Regions from separate parts of the Sus scrofa genome. Here region 2 is linked to region 1. The links are chromatin contacts, called in public HiChIP or PLAC-seq maps. All regions are on one chromosome and are shown on one strand. Each heading gives the region's core, a stretch centred on a gene start, on an enhancer-like site or on the middle of the called end of the contact. The rest is flanking DNA. Distances are from core to core; before and after follow the strand shown. Region 1 overlaps RGS12 (regulator of G-protein signaling 12). Region 2 overlaps DOK7 (protein Dok-7).

Evidence for each region. HiChIP or PLAC-seq counts read pairs in DNA pulled down with a chosen protein or histone mark.
Region 2: a contact with region 1 is called in an H3K27ac HiChIP or PLAC-seq map of skeletal muscle, with 8 times the contacts expected there. The contact joins two enhancer-like sites. A contact is called at or near these places in 1 of 5 promoter capture datasets (liver), 17 of 47 Hi-C or Micro-C datasets (embryonic fibroblasts, epiblast stem cells, fetal heart ventricle and 10 more) and 2 of 2 datasets of contacts at active chromatin or transcription factors (alveolar macrophages and skeletal muscle).

What each region holds. Positions count from the first base shown.
Region 1 is chr8:2,010,605-2,017,309 of Sscrofa11.1, forward strand. The region is part of intron 3 of RGS12 (regulator of G-protein signaling 12); the gene reads left to right. Among named protein-coding and RNA genes, the nearest start is that of RGS12, 43 kb to the left of the region's middle. Within about 2 kb of position 3,292, at least 28 of the 83 cell types and tissues checked have an H3K27ac peak or open chromatin away from gene starts, as enhancers often do. A contact at or near this core is called in omental adipose tissue and skeletal muscle, where this site is marked.
Region 2 is chr8:2,104,945-2,111,649 of Sscrofa11.1, forward strand. DOK7 (protein Dok-7) reads left to right here. Exons shown (of 11, transcript XM_021100945.1): 5 at 3,202-3,321; 6 at 4,954-5,070; 7 at 5,681-6,405. Among named protein-coding and RNA genes, the nearest start is that of DOK7, 19 kb to the left of the region's middle. Within about 2 kb of position 2,472, at least 29 of the 83 cell types and tissues checked have an H3K27ac peak or open chromatin away from gene starts, as enhancers often do. A contact at or near this core is called in omental adipose tissue and skeletal muscle, where this site is marked.

The DNA.
Region 1 (6,705 bases), core at 2,042-4,541:
GAGCTCCTTATTTTGGCCTTTCTTATGCTAGTCAACTCTTTAAACTATTTACATGGGAAATTATCTTAATTCTCTTTAAGATCCTGGTAACTTGGGGCATAGGCTAGGGTTTCTCAGGGCCCCTGGTGTCTCCTCATTCAGCGAATGTTTGCTGAGACTACTATGTGCCAGCTGTTATTCTGGGCCTGTGGACAGCAGTGCACTGACCCCAGCCCTTGCTCTGGGGAAGGACGTGCTGCACGTGGGGGGGGGGGGAGGCGGGTCCAGGGCCGGGCCGGGCAGGAGGCAATTTTGGAAAGAGTCCCTCTGTTGGCTGAGCTGAGAGTGAGCACGGGGGTGCTGGGACAGGAAGGCGGCAGTTAGGGGGACCGTATGGGCCGTGAGGTGGTCTGGGCGAGGGGCTGACGCGAGCCGGCCTCTGAGGTTGTCCTTGCTCACCCCCTTCCGTGACTTGAGCCTTTTGTGAAATGCTTGTCTGTCCCCTCCAGGCTGGCTGTGCCCAGGGTGGGGCAGAGACTCGTGAAGCCTTGGTGGGTCAGGGGTGTGAAGGTGAATTTCACCCTTTCCAGGACTGGTGTGGGGCGGGGGATGGTGACGCGTGAGAGGCACCTGGGAGGCAGGTGATGGCTGTGAGGGGACCCAGAACTCAGGAGGAGTTCTTTGTTAGGTCCCCAGCCCTGGGATACAGCTCCCACGGGTGGCCGCCCTGCCCGGCTCCCCTGTTCCCGCTGGTACACCCTCCGCCTCCCTCTCCTCTGCCCTTCTGGCTGGACCCACATCCCCTGAACCCACAGGGCTCTCCTCCCCATTCCCGGCTCAGGACAGACTCCTGGGCAGGTGCCCGCCAAGAGACGTAGCATCTAAGCTCCCTCCAGCCCCGGGACTGGCCCCCGTGTGCCCTGAGAACCCCCGGCTTTCCAGACCCTGCTTTCTTGCCAGGGTTGCCAGTAGCGTCGCTGACATCAGCCCAGGGAAAGGGGGGGCCTGAGGCTGGAGACTGAGGGGGGCTCGGCCCCAGCTGGCGCTCCCTTGGCCTCCTGGCAGCGCCACACCCCAGGCCGCCGCCAGCCTTTCCTTCTCCCGCCCAAATGAGCACTTGCCACGTTTGTTGGGGCAGCGCTGGGCCTGGTCCCCAGCCAGTGAGGAGGGCGATGGTGGGCGTGGCCGGTGCTCAGAGTGTCCTGGTCACTGGCTTCCGGGAGCTGTGGGAACCTCTCCTCCCCCAGGAGGCAGCCCGGCCCTGGCAGCCTAGGGCGCCGGCCAGCACAGGGGTCGTGGTCGGATTCCTGCCCCACCCTCTGCTTGCCCTGTGGGCAGACTGGCAGCCAAAGAGGAGACAGCAAACCCCAAAGAGACAGAAGAACCCAGAGGCGACAGCCACACGTGGATCCTGATGGGCCCGGGCTGCTTTTTGGGCTAAATGCATAACACACGCACGCAAGGTGAAATTATGCTGCTTCTGCAGGGACACGGGTATTTCTATCTGAAACGCTCAAAATAAAGGCAAGAGTGGCACCTAAGTGGTGGCCTGGGCGGCTTAGCTCCTGGGCGCTGGTTCTCCCAGGTCCCAGCAGGAGGTTCTCTGCTGGTCTGTGGGCCTGGCCCGTCCTGCAGTCCCTTTCTGTGCCTGATCCCTGGGGGTCGTTCCCAGGGTGGGCTTTTGGGGCTAGGATGCTGCTCTGTGCTCTGGCGAGGAGGCCACTGCCAAACCCTGTCAGTCAGTACAGGCCCCGCGGGAGCCCGTGAGAACGGCCAGGGTCCCAGTCATGGCTCAGCTGACCACGGTGAAAACCCCCTGGTTATCTTTCCAGACGTGTGTGTGTGTGTGTGTGTGTGTGTGTGTGTGTGTGTGTGTGCACGCACAAGGTGAGGCTGGGCAGGGGAGTGTGAGCTTGGGGAGGACAGTGAGGTCCTTGTGTCCAGCGTGTCCGCCCGCAGGCCTGGCCGGGCCTGTCCCTGCCCTGCAGGCCTCCGGCACGTACCTCCCAGCCTCAAGGCTGCTGGGGGAGGGGGTGAAGGTGACGTCCCTCTGCCAGAGGTCCTTTTGTAAGGGCGCCCCCTACTCCCCGTCAAGGCGAGGCCCAAGGACAGGCTCTGAGCACGCCTCCCCTGCCCAGACCAGGTGGGCACCATGGGACCCCAGGAGCTGGAAGGAGTGGCTTCTTGTGTCCTGGAGCCTCCCTTCCAGGGAGGGGCAGCCTCCCATCCTCCCCCCGGCCAGGCCCAGGCCACCGTCTCCTCCTCCTGGAAGGTCCATCCCAGCCCCCAGAGCCAGGCTCAGTGGTCGTGGTGGCGGCAGCCGCGAGGGTGGCTGTGGTGGCCTCTGCTCCTTCGCTGTCCCTGCCTCCACGCGGTCATTGTGTGCGGGTCTCCTGAGGGCAGCTGTCCCAGGAAGCTGAACCGGGGCCCCCTCGTCTGTGAATGTCCCCCCTGGGCAGTGTGGTGTGTTTTTGCAGTAAACACAGCCCGTGGCCGTGTCGCAGATTCCGTTCCCTGGACGCCGATGCTGGCTGAGGGCGCGTTTCTCCCATGGAAGGCAGAGGGGGGGCGGGCTTGTTGCCTTCTGGCTGGCAGCCTGACCCCACACCAGGGCTGTCATCCCTCGAGCTGGCCCCGGGCACGGTGCCTGCAGCCGTGGGCAGGGTGCTTCCTGAGGCCCAGTCCGTCCAACACACTGGAACGAGGGGTTCCTGGAGCCCTTCCGAGGAGCCCCTGGCACCTGCTGCTGAGACATCTTGGCGGCAAAGGCCCTTGGGGGGAGCAGTGTACCCCAGACCTCCCCAAAGCCAGGTAGTTTAGCTTAGCCGTCATGCCTAACTTCTGGAAGCAGTTTCCTCCACATTCCTGCTTCCTTTTTAAAACCGGGACCTGCGCGGCTCCCTCCCGTGCAGGTTGGGTCGGGTGTTGGAAGGCAGGCAGAGCAGATGGTGGAACAGAGGTGGGTGCCCGAGACGGGTTTTAGGAACAGGGCCGATTCCGAGGGCCGGCGGCACACGCGTGCGCACGGAGGCTTATAATAGACCCGTCAGCCGCTGTAATTAAGGCTTGGAACTGCAGCGCGGCCGCGCAGCACATCCTCTGCAGCTGCCGTGCTGAGAAACCGCCCCTCTCAGCTCCAGTTTGGTTCTTCTGATTCCGTAGAGGAAATACTTTAAAAATGATCTCACAGCGAGATTTGTGTAAACGGCTTTTTTTTCTTTGTATGAGACAATCGAGATAGAGTCTGAATCCCTGGCAGAGCGCCGCTTCCTGCAGTGTCCTGTTGCCATGGGTTACGAGGGGAGCGGACTGGAAGCCCAGCCGCAGGGTCTTTAAACTTTCTGGCGGGCGCAGGCGTGCGGCGGGCTCCGCCGTGTGTGTTAGGTCTGCGCGCCTGTGTGTGTCGCAAGTTTTCCTGACTTAAGATGAATCTGGAGAAAGCGCTGCCAGAGGAGACTCAGATTTTAAACAGTCAGCAGGTAAGTTCACGCCATGTAACTCTTAGAATTATTGTAAGGCTACCCGGCTTCTGGGCTACTGCTTTTTTTCTGCCTGTTTAGTAGCTCGTAAGTGTAAACTCTGAAGATGTCTTTCTTGTGTTTCCATCGTGGAGCCCGGAGTGAGTTTGGGGAGGTCAAAGCCCGGTTCTGCAACCACAGCCCACCACCCAGAGCCTGGCCGGGTGGGGGGCCGGCTGTGCTGGGTCCGGGCCAGCCTCTCGGGGGACACTGCCTGTGTTCCAGTCAGCCGTACAGAAAACAGCGATGCTTTTCTGGTCCCTGCGTGGTAATTGTAACAGACTGTGAAGATAAGTGAATTAATTTTGTCGAGATACTCAATTTCCACTGGATAATTGCATTAAAGCCGAACATACTCTTTAAATTACTGTTCTATGTCTAACTTCTTCTCTTTTTAAAGTTGAAGCAGAGTTGGTTTACGAGGCTGTGTTAGTCTCAGGTGTGGAGCCAAGTGATTCGGTTACATCTGTCTCGCATTTTTAAATGTCACGGGTCGGTGCTTCATATACACACATAGGGAACTACTGGCAATCATATTTAGTGATTGATCCGTGTCTGCGCTTCTAAGGTTGAACTTACTATAATTTTAAACCTTTAAACCTTTTTAAAGAGGTTTGAGATGAAATAAAAAGAATAATTTCTGCACTCCCCTTGGATCATAAAACTGTAGCCCCCCCGATTCTCAGGGCAGAGCCTCCTTGCCTGGCTGCTTGCACCTCTCCCAAGCGTCCTATCTAAATAAATCTATTTCTTGCCTAAATAATAATAGTAATAGTAATAATAATTTTTATGTTCCTCCCGTGGCTGTGCTGTGTGGATGTCAAGGCAAAAATAAAGGAAAATTATTTATAGAAGATTGTCACTAATTGCTGGGTACCGATTTAAATTCATTCTTTTCTGCGAGGTGTTTCATCTTGATGTGCTCTCCTGATATCGAAGGAGAATCTTCCAGAGGGAGGGGCAGGAGAAACTCCTTACTCCGAAGTGACTGGTTTGGATGTTGGGTTTAGAAAAATGACAGCGTCATTCCTTTTAACTGGAAAGGAGAAATGAGTCTGCTAGACAGGTCAAGAATTAGGCTGCAGCAGCAAGGGCAGATTTTGATGGGTTTTAAAAATATTTAGCATGTATTTTGAAAACCCCTTGTAACTAGCAAGGCTGCCTTGAGAGGGTGGGGACCGGCTTTGATGTTTACGAGCGTGCTTGCTGCGTGCCTGCCTCTGGCCGTCGCCGGGCAGGAGCGGTCACTGTTCCTGTAGATTCTACCTCGTGTGCTGCTGGAAAAGGGAACTTCGGGTCTGTTGTGCCCGTGGACCGGGTCACCATTAGTCATTTGTACCTGTGTGTAGGCAGCATTTCTGTTGCCATAGCATATAAAGGTAAGGTTTAGAAAATTTTGTTCTTTGAGTGAATGAAAAAAGATCACTAGAAATCTGCCTTTGTACTTGCCTATATAATTTGGATTCCTTTTGAAATTTCTCAGACGCTCAACCCAGCAAATAAGTGTTCACAAGGTCTGGTCGGTGTGGCCATGGTTTAAGCCGGGGGCAGCAGGCAGGTGCAGTCCTGCAGTCTGACAGGTGGGAAAGGGGGCAGAGTGTGCTGAGGCCTCCAGGGCAGAGAGGAAGGGCCCAGGGCGAGCCCGCCCCGGCCCGCAGTGCGGATGCGCTGGGGAAGCCTGCTGTGGGCGCCTCCTTTCACGGGAGAGAAGGCTCTGCAGCCTTCGCTGGGCCACGTCCTGTAACCGCTACGGAGCACAGAGGGGGCCAAGGAACCCCCGCCTGTCCCGCCCGCGTGAACCTGTCACGGAGCACAGAGGGGGCCAAGGAACCCCCGCCTGTCCCGCCCGCGTGAACCTGTCACTTAAAAACAAGATCCAGCACAAGTGACTTTGAACTTTATGGGCCCCTGTGCCCCAGCAACACCCCCTCCTGCTGTGTTTCCACCCCTTCACGAGGAGCAGTTCAGCCCGAGATGCTGGCGAGAGGGGGACCGGGGACCCAGGAGACCAGGGCAGCTGTCACAGGAAGAGAAGGCTTTCTGTGTGGACCCCTGCCTGGCGCCCTGCGGTGTCTGACCCGGCTCTCCCTGGGCTGGACCACGTCAGGCCCTCCTGTGTGTCCTGGGCGTGACTACAGACCCCCAGGGTGGCAGGTGGCGGGGCCTGGCTCTCAGGCAGTCTTCGTGTGGGTCGTGAGTGGGCTGTGAGGGTCTGTGGGCCTCTCTGCCCAGGCCGGGCTCCGGGCGGCAAGGGTGCCAGGAAAGAGCTGCTGATGCCAAGGGGCTTTTCCCTTCTGGCGCTGGGCTCTTCGTGGGATGGGGAAGGAAAGCTTGCACCGTAAGAAGGTGCTAAATCCTCTTCTCTGGGTGTTGCTGAGCGGAGAGGTGTTAGGACCGGGGGCGGCTGCGGGGGCGGTCAAGGCTGCAGGCGCCGCGGGGGGGATGGCGCCCCCAACCCCACTGCAGGTCCCAGGGAAGAAAGACAGGAGGCAGAGCACAGACAGGAAGATGCTTCCCTCCCTCCCTGCGTGGGGCAGTGGGGAAGGCACACCAGGACCCCCTCGTGGTGCCGGGGGCGGGCGGGAGGGGAGCTGAGCTCGCGCGTCGGGGGCTGCTGCGTCCGGGCGCCCGGCCCTCCGCCGTCTCTCCAGGATGAGGGCCTTTCACATTTGACTGGGCTTCCCTTTTGAGGCCGGGCGAGCTGTCTCGTGCTCACCCACCTCTCCCCCACGTGGGCCTCTCCTGCTCCCGCTGCCCCGGGGGGCCCTGATCGGAGCCGGCGGGCAGCCCCTCGTGCGGGCGCACCTCTGCCCTGGCCTCTTCCAGCCGAAAGCGTCGGCCTGGCCGGACGGCTGTGTTTACCAGCTTGGTGTGTGGGCCGCACGGATTCTTTCTCACTCCCTGAGCCTGTTATCTGTCTTGGAAGAAGGCCTCCTGGTGGACTCGAGGGACGCTGTCCTCAGGTTTCTATTTTCACACCTTCCCGTTTTTCCTTAAAGAGACTCTCACCTTGACCTGGGCTCTGCCTGCGTCACTCTTCCTCCCACGCGGCTGCACGCGGCTCCTTTCTCCTGCGTCCTGGGGGTGAGCTCTTCTCCCCCCGGCCCCCTCCACTCCCCTCCACCCCCTTCAACCCCCTTCATCCTCTCCACCTCATCCCCCTCCATCCCCCTCCACCCCCTTCACCCCCCTCACCCCTCTCCATCCC
Region 2 (6,705 bases), core at 1,222-3,721, 94 kb after region 1:
GGTGGGGCTGGCCCGCCCCGCTGCTGGCTCATTCAGGACGCTGTTTTTGAGAACTGGGCTGGCAAGCAGAAAAGACTAGATCCCAGGCCTGCCCTGGGGAGCCTCTCACATGGGCAGGTGGGCCCAGTACAGCCGTTGTCAGGGGGGCTGGGGGCAGCACCAGAGGAAGGCAAGTCACCCAGGAATGGCTTTGGCCGGACGGCAGGGGCGGGGTGTTGGTGGGTCATGGATGCTGAGGCCCGTGCCCGCTCAGGGATGGAGCCCAGGGCCGAGGCTGACACCTGCTCTCTGCTCAAGATGTGTGGGGTGCCCCCAGCGGTGCATGGGGTCCTTGTCCCAGGGGTTGGGGCGCGCCCCTGGAGGGAGCCGCCTCGAGGATGTCAGATGCCCTCCACTGCCTGGCTGCCCCTGCCCGTCGGTGATGGTGCCCATGAGAGGATGGGCTGGAGGCGGGGAGGTGGCTCACCGGGCGGGGGACAGAACCTGCTTCTTGGAGGCGGTGTTTGCGGTTTGGTTTTGGTTTTGTTTTACTGGGGCAAAATACACAATACACAGGATCTACCGTTTAAACCATTTTCAGCGTGTGGTTCAGTGGCAGTGAGGCTCCCGCACGGCCAGAGCGGCTCCATCTCCCATTAAGCCCTCAGCCCTGGTCCCTGCTCCGGCCCCGCTCCACGGCCACCCTCTGCTTTCTGCGAAGGGACCGCGTGGACTCACGCAGGGTCCGTCCTTCTGTGACCGGCTTCTCTCCCTTGGCACCGCGTCCCCAGAGCTCACCCACGTCGCGGCCCGTGTCAGGACGGCCCCTGTCGGCTGAATCAGGTGCTGTGTGGAGGGGCCGCGTGTTTATCTGTCCATCCGCCGACCGAGCTTGGATCTTGCGTCCACGTTTCAGTTCTTGTGAAAACCTGCTGCTCCGAACGTGGCTCTGCGACCGCGTCTTGGAGACCTTCCTTTTCCTTCTCTCGGAAGCAGAACTGCCGGGTCAGACGGTCGTTCTGTCTAATCGTTTGAGGAGCTGCCGCCCTTGGCGTCCCCCTTGCAGCGAGGAGGACGCGGCTTTCTCCGCATCCTCGCCGGCACTGGTTGTTTTCTGTTTTGTTTTAGTTTGTGTTTAATTTCGTCTTCTTAGTGGGTCTGAAGTGGTCAGGGAACATTTCAAACCTCATTTCGAAGGAACAGGCTTCATTCATCTTTTTGTCTTTTTCAGGGCCGCACCTGTGGCATGTGCACGTTCCCGGCATAGGGGTTGCGTCGGAACCGCAACTGCAGGTCTATACCACAGTCCCGGCAACACAGGATCCGAGCCACATTTGCCATCTACACCACAGCTCATGGCAGTGCCAGTTCCTTAACCCTCTGAGCGAGGCCAGGGGTGGAACCCACATCCTCACGGACACTCTGTTGGGTTCTTAACCACTGAACCACAGCAGGAACTCCCGAACTTTTCTTCTTTCTCTCAAAATAAGGGCAGAGAAAACTGGTATTTTAATTAGTAGATACTTTTACTCTATCAGGAAATGCTGCAAAATAATATCCCACGGGGCTCAGTTGATGGCGCCAACTTTCTGAGTGACAGTGTCGTTTGGACAGAGTGCGCCTCAGAGGTGGGGTCCCCTGAAGTGATCACCAGGTGAACAGCCAGGGATCGGGGGTCAGGAGAGGAGAAGGGGCGTTACAGGTGGCCAAGGGGTGGGGGTGTCGTGGGCTGGGGTTGGCCACTCCCGCGGAGAGGTGTCAGGGCACGCTTCGGGAGCTGGGGGCCGGGAGGGGGCCGCAGGGCGGAGCAGGGCCTGAGTCGGGGTGAGGTCCGCACTGGATCTGGGAGCCCTTGTCCCTCGGTCTCCAGGCTCAGGCAGGCCCCTGAGACGTGTGTCCCTGCAGGAGCACCTGGAGCCGGGGACGCGGCGGGGCGGTGGCCATGCTCCCTCCCAGGCCTCCAGCTCCCCGGAGCGCAGCTCGGCAGACGCCCGGTGGAATGCCGCCGGCTCCACTCCCTCCGAAACGTGGTTTTTTATAGTTGGAGGACTGACTGTGCCGTGGCCTCTGCCAGCTGCCTGTAAGCTGGGATTAGAGGCCTGGCCCTGGGGGAGCTGGGCAGCCAGGACGGGGCCTCCTTCCCGCCCGCCCACCGGCGGCCAAGGTCCTGGCACAAGTTCTCGGCTGACGCATCTTGGCCAAGAGGGCCTCGCGGGTGCCCCGGGTGGGCGCCAGGGTGGGCCTCACCCTGCTCCAGTCAGAGGTCGGGACGTGGCTTCTCTGGGCCTGTTTCCTCATCTTGAAAGCAGGCATGTCACCGGTTGGGGCCCTGGGTGACCGGCCCGGGCACAGTGGTGTCGCCACGTGTGGGGCTGGCCCGAGTCCCTGGGATTTGGTGCAGGCAGCTCCCCCCGCCCTGCCCCCACTGTGCCTTCCCCCAGAGGGCGTCTGTCTTTCTTTGGGCAAAGGGCAGAGGGCGAGCCGCTGAGGGATTCCTGTGCGGTGACACCACGCTGGGCGTCCAGCCCACGTGACCTGCTGTCCCCATTCACTCGGCCTGGGGACTTCATTCACGCTGGCGGGGCTCCGGCCCAGCGCAGGCCCCCACGGCTGCTCTGCCCTGGCTCCCTTGCAGCAGCTGCCGGCCCCAGGCGCCCCCTCTGCCCGAGCCCCCCGGGGCTGGGATCAGCCAGGCCTTCCCTCTGTGAGTGGGAGCTCACCCCTCACCGCAGGACCTCAGCCTTAGCTGTGCCCCGGGCCCCAGCCCCACACCCCGGAAACGCGCCCAGGAGGAGAGGAGAGGCTGCGAGGAAGGCGGGCAGGCGCCGCTGGCGGTGGTTCCCCAGGCTGTGCCCTCTGCCCCCACCCCTCAAAAGAGCGTGAAGTTTCTGGGCTTCTGCCCCGCACCCCCGTCCTCCAGAAGCCACCCCAGCTCTCTAGAGAGTCGGCTGACCAGGGCCAGCAGGCAGGACTTCCTCTGCTGCCCTGTTGCTGCCCTGTAGCCGGGACTGGCCGGGCTGCTGCCCCTGGGCCTGGGGAGCCGCCGTGTGGCCTGAGCCACCAGGACAGGGGCCAGGAGGTGCTCTGGGGACACTGCCCGGGTGTGGGGACAACTCGCGGGTTTGCTCTGGCTTCTGTGGCCGTCCACGGCCCGTGGCCCTGAGCCCACCCTGCAGGCCCCCTGTGCTCTGGCCAGGCTGACCCGGTCTGGCCTCTCCGCAGGGGCTGGGGTCTTCTTCCTGTCCTCGGCCGAGGGTGAGCAGATCAGCTTCCTGTTCGACTGCATCGTCCGAGGCATCTCCCCGACCAGGGGCCCCTTTGGGCTGCGGCCGCTTCTCCCAGGTGTGTGCGGGGACCCATTCAGCAGGGTGGGGGGGGGTGGGCTGCCTCCCTCCTGCCCTGGGATCCCCTCGGGGCTCCAGGGGGCCGGCCACTCACATCCGCACTGCGCCCCCTCCACGCGGTCTGAGCAGCGGGGATGCCCTGGGGCTCGGCTTCTCGTTGGAACAGTTACGCTGCAGCTGTTCCGGGCTGACCAGCAAGAGGCCGGGGACCTGGAGATCCTGCCGAGCTGGCCGTCTCCCAGGCCTGGGTGGGGGCCTTGTCTGAGGTCCCTGAGAAAGGGGGCTGGGGTCAGGGCTGGTGCCGTCTGAGCTGGCGTTTGGGCTGGAAGCCGCCTTGTGAGGTGAGGTCTCAGCAGCTTGGGGGGTGGGTGCAAAGGCTGCACTGAACGGGGCAGGTCTCCCCACTTCCCGGCTGTGGCCAGGGCCAGACTGGGCCCCGGAGGCTCCCTGGGCACTTCCTCTCGCTGACTGAGGGCCGCCCTCCCCTCAGGGCCCACTGCAAAGGCTAGTCCTGGTCATCACCGCTTCCCCCGACCCAGGCGGTCCTGCTGACACTCCCCTCACTCCGGGGAGGCCGTGCTTGTCTCCCTGACCAGCTGGGAGACCACGCGGCAGGTGGACAGTGAGCCCACATCTGTGGCCTCCTAGCGTGGGCACCCCAGCTGAGTGCAGGGGGCAAGCGGACCTCCGAGGGAAGCAGGGGCTGGTGAGGGCCAGGCCCCCTTCTCCCAGCCTCTGCCCCTCACCACCCCCAGCCCCACCCAGCAGCCCCCAGGGACGGGGCTGGGGAGGAAGGAGGCAGCTCCTGTGACCAGAGCCTCCCTGCCCTGGGTCGGCTGGATGGGGCGACCGCGCCCTCTGCTGGCACATTCCTGAACTGCAGCCGCAGCTGCTGTGCTGCTGGCGGGGATCAGAAGGCAGTGGGTGTGGATGGGGCTGGCGGGGCTCTGCCCTCCGAGTCTCGTCGGGCTCACATTAAAGCACGTGATCACGGGGGACCCTAGATGTGGCCTCCACTGGGTCTGCAGCCTCAACGCTCTAGGATTTTGGACTGTCTTCTCTGTCTGAGCGCTGCTTGGCCAGACCCACGTGGACACCAGGCCCAGAGGCAGGACCCACCTGACTGGGCAGAGCCAGGAGGGGATGGGGGATTGGGGTCCACCTGGCCCCGAGCATGCCCTGTGCACGCCCATCTTGGTCCCACGAGCACTGGGGTGCACGGTCTCTGCACCCGCGTTCTGCAAACATGGATGTTTACGGAGAGCATGTGGTGGAGCCGCGAGTCTGTCCACCTCTAGCATCTCTTTGCCTCGCTCTTGCAGCAGGAGGGTGTGCCTGGTGTCCTGAGTCCTGCAGGGACCGTCCACTTTGGGGCAGGGGACAACGGCTGGTGGTTGGGGTGCTGTCCTTGGGCACAGGTCACAGGGTAGTGTCTGGGGGACGGGTGGCTTGGGCACCCTAAGAGTGGTGTCCAGGGGCTGGGGTGCTGGCATGGGGGGCAGCTGGGGCTCCCAGGGGCTCTGTCCTGGCGTTGGGGCTGGACCGGGGTCCACATGGTCCTGACAATGCTGGGCTCACCGTGCTGTCCCGAGCAGTGGCTGCCTCCTCTCTGACGCTCCCTCTGCCACAGACCCAAGCCCCGGGGCGCCCACCGTGGAGGAGCGCGTGGCCCAGGAGGCCCTGGAAACCCTGCAGCTGGAGAAGCGGCTCAGCCTCCTCTCCCACCCCGGCCGGCCGGGCAGTGGAGGTAGGGCCAGGCCTGGGCTGTGAGGGTGGGGCAGCAGCCCTGGGGCCGAGGCCGCCCCTTTACGCCAAGCTCCAAGCTCTGGTTCATTTATTCATTCCCTCAATGGATCAACCAGAAGCGTGGTGCTGGGTTGGAATTCTTGCCCACCCACTGGCGGTGTGGCCGCATGAGGCTGTGGCTGCCACATCTGCGTCCAGACAGAAGGCCCAAGGGTGCTGGCTGCTGGGAGCAGAGGCCCCTCGGCTGCTGCAGTTCACTGGGGGATGGACGGATGGAAAGGGCTGGCAGCCCCCTCGAGGGGATGCGAGGCTGTGGTGGGGGAGGGGATGGGAGGGCCGGCGCTGGGGTCTCCTGGGCCAGAGCCAGGTCTCTGTGGGCCTTCTGTCCTCTGATTGTGGCCAGTCCCACCTATGGGTGCACAGTGGGGACTGGTGATGCTGGGTGTGGGGTCCGGGGAGGGGTGGGTGAGCCGTCACAGGATGGTGGCTGGAGACAAGTGAGTGCGGGCCCTCAGCAGGGTGGGGCACAGGGAGTGGGGACGAGATGTCAGCTCCCGCGAGGCCCCCCAGCCCTCCCCGAGCCCACCTGACCCCCCCGGCTCTCTGCTTAGGGGACGACCGCAGCCGGTCCAGCTCGTCGTCGGAGGCCAGCCACTCGGATGTCAGCGCAGGCAGCCGGCTCACGCCGTGGCCAGAGCAGTCCTCATCCTTGGCCGGCACGTCGCAGGAGGGGCTGGGGCTGGTGGCCGCCCAGGCCCCCGGGGAGGCCGCGCTGGGCGCCTCGAGGCCGCCCCCCAAGCCGCTGCGGCCGCGGCAGCTGCAGGAGGTCGGCCGCCAGAGCTCGTCGGACAGCGGCATCGCCACGGGCAGCCACTCCTCCTACTCGGGCAGCTTCTCCTCCTGCGCTGGCAGCAGCCTGGACGTGTGGCGCACCGCTGAGGAGTTCGGCTCCCTGCTCAGCCTGCCGGCGGGGGCGCCTGAGCCCAGCCTGTGCGCCTGCCCCCCCGGGGCGGCCGAGTACCAGGTGCCCACAGCCCTGCGGCCTCACTACGACACGCCCCGCAGCCTACGCCAGGCCCCCAGGGACCAGCCCCCGGCCGGGCAGGGTGGCCCTGACGGCAGTGACCGGGCCGCCGGGGACTCGGGAGGCCAGCCGTCGGCGGGGGGTCTCTCCGGCTGGCTGGGCGAGAGACGGCGGGGACAGGCGACAGAGACCCTGGTCGGCGAAGCTGCGCTGCCCAGCCCGGCCCCCAGCGAGCACTGGGAAGTGGGCGCCCCCCACGCCGGGCCCACTGCGGCCTTCTTTTCCGCGTGTCCGGTCTGTGGAGGACTGAAGGTAAAGCCCCCTCCCTGAGGGCGCCCAGCGGGTGCCCTCGGGGCTGCCTCGTGCTCAGCGGGGGCGGGCGGAGCTGAGACTAACCTCCCTGGGTCACCTTGTCACATCGTGTGTCTACCGGGCTCCACCTGCTGGCCCCTCGCCTCCTTCCCAAAGCAGCACTGCAGGTGGCCCGTCCTGGGGAGGGAACAGGGGCTCAGGAGCCCGGGCACCAATGGAGTCTGGCCCTCGGATCCCGCACACTCACCCACACCAGCCTCTTCCTGGACCCCAGCGCTCCAGGGGCGTGGAGCGGGCGGG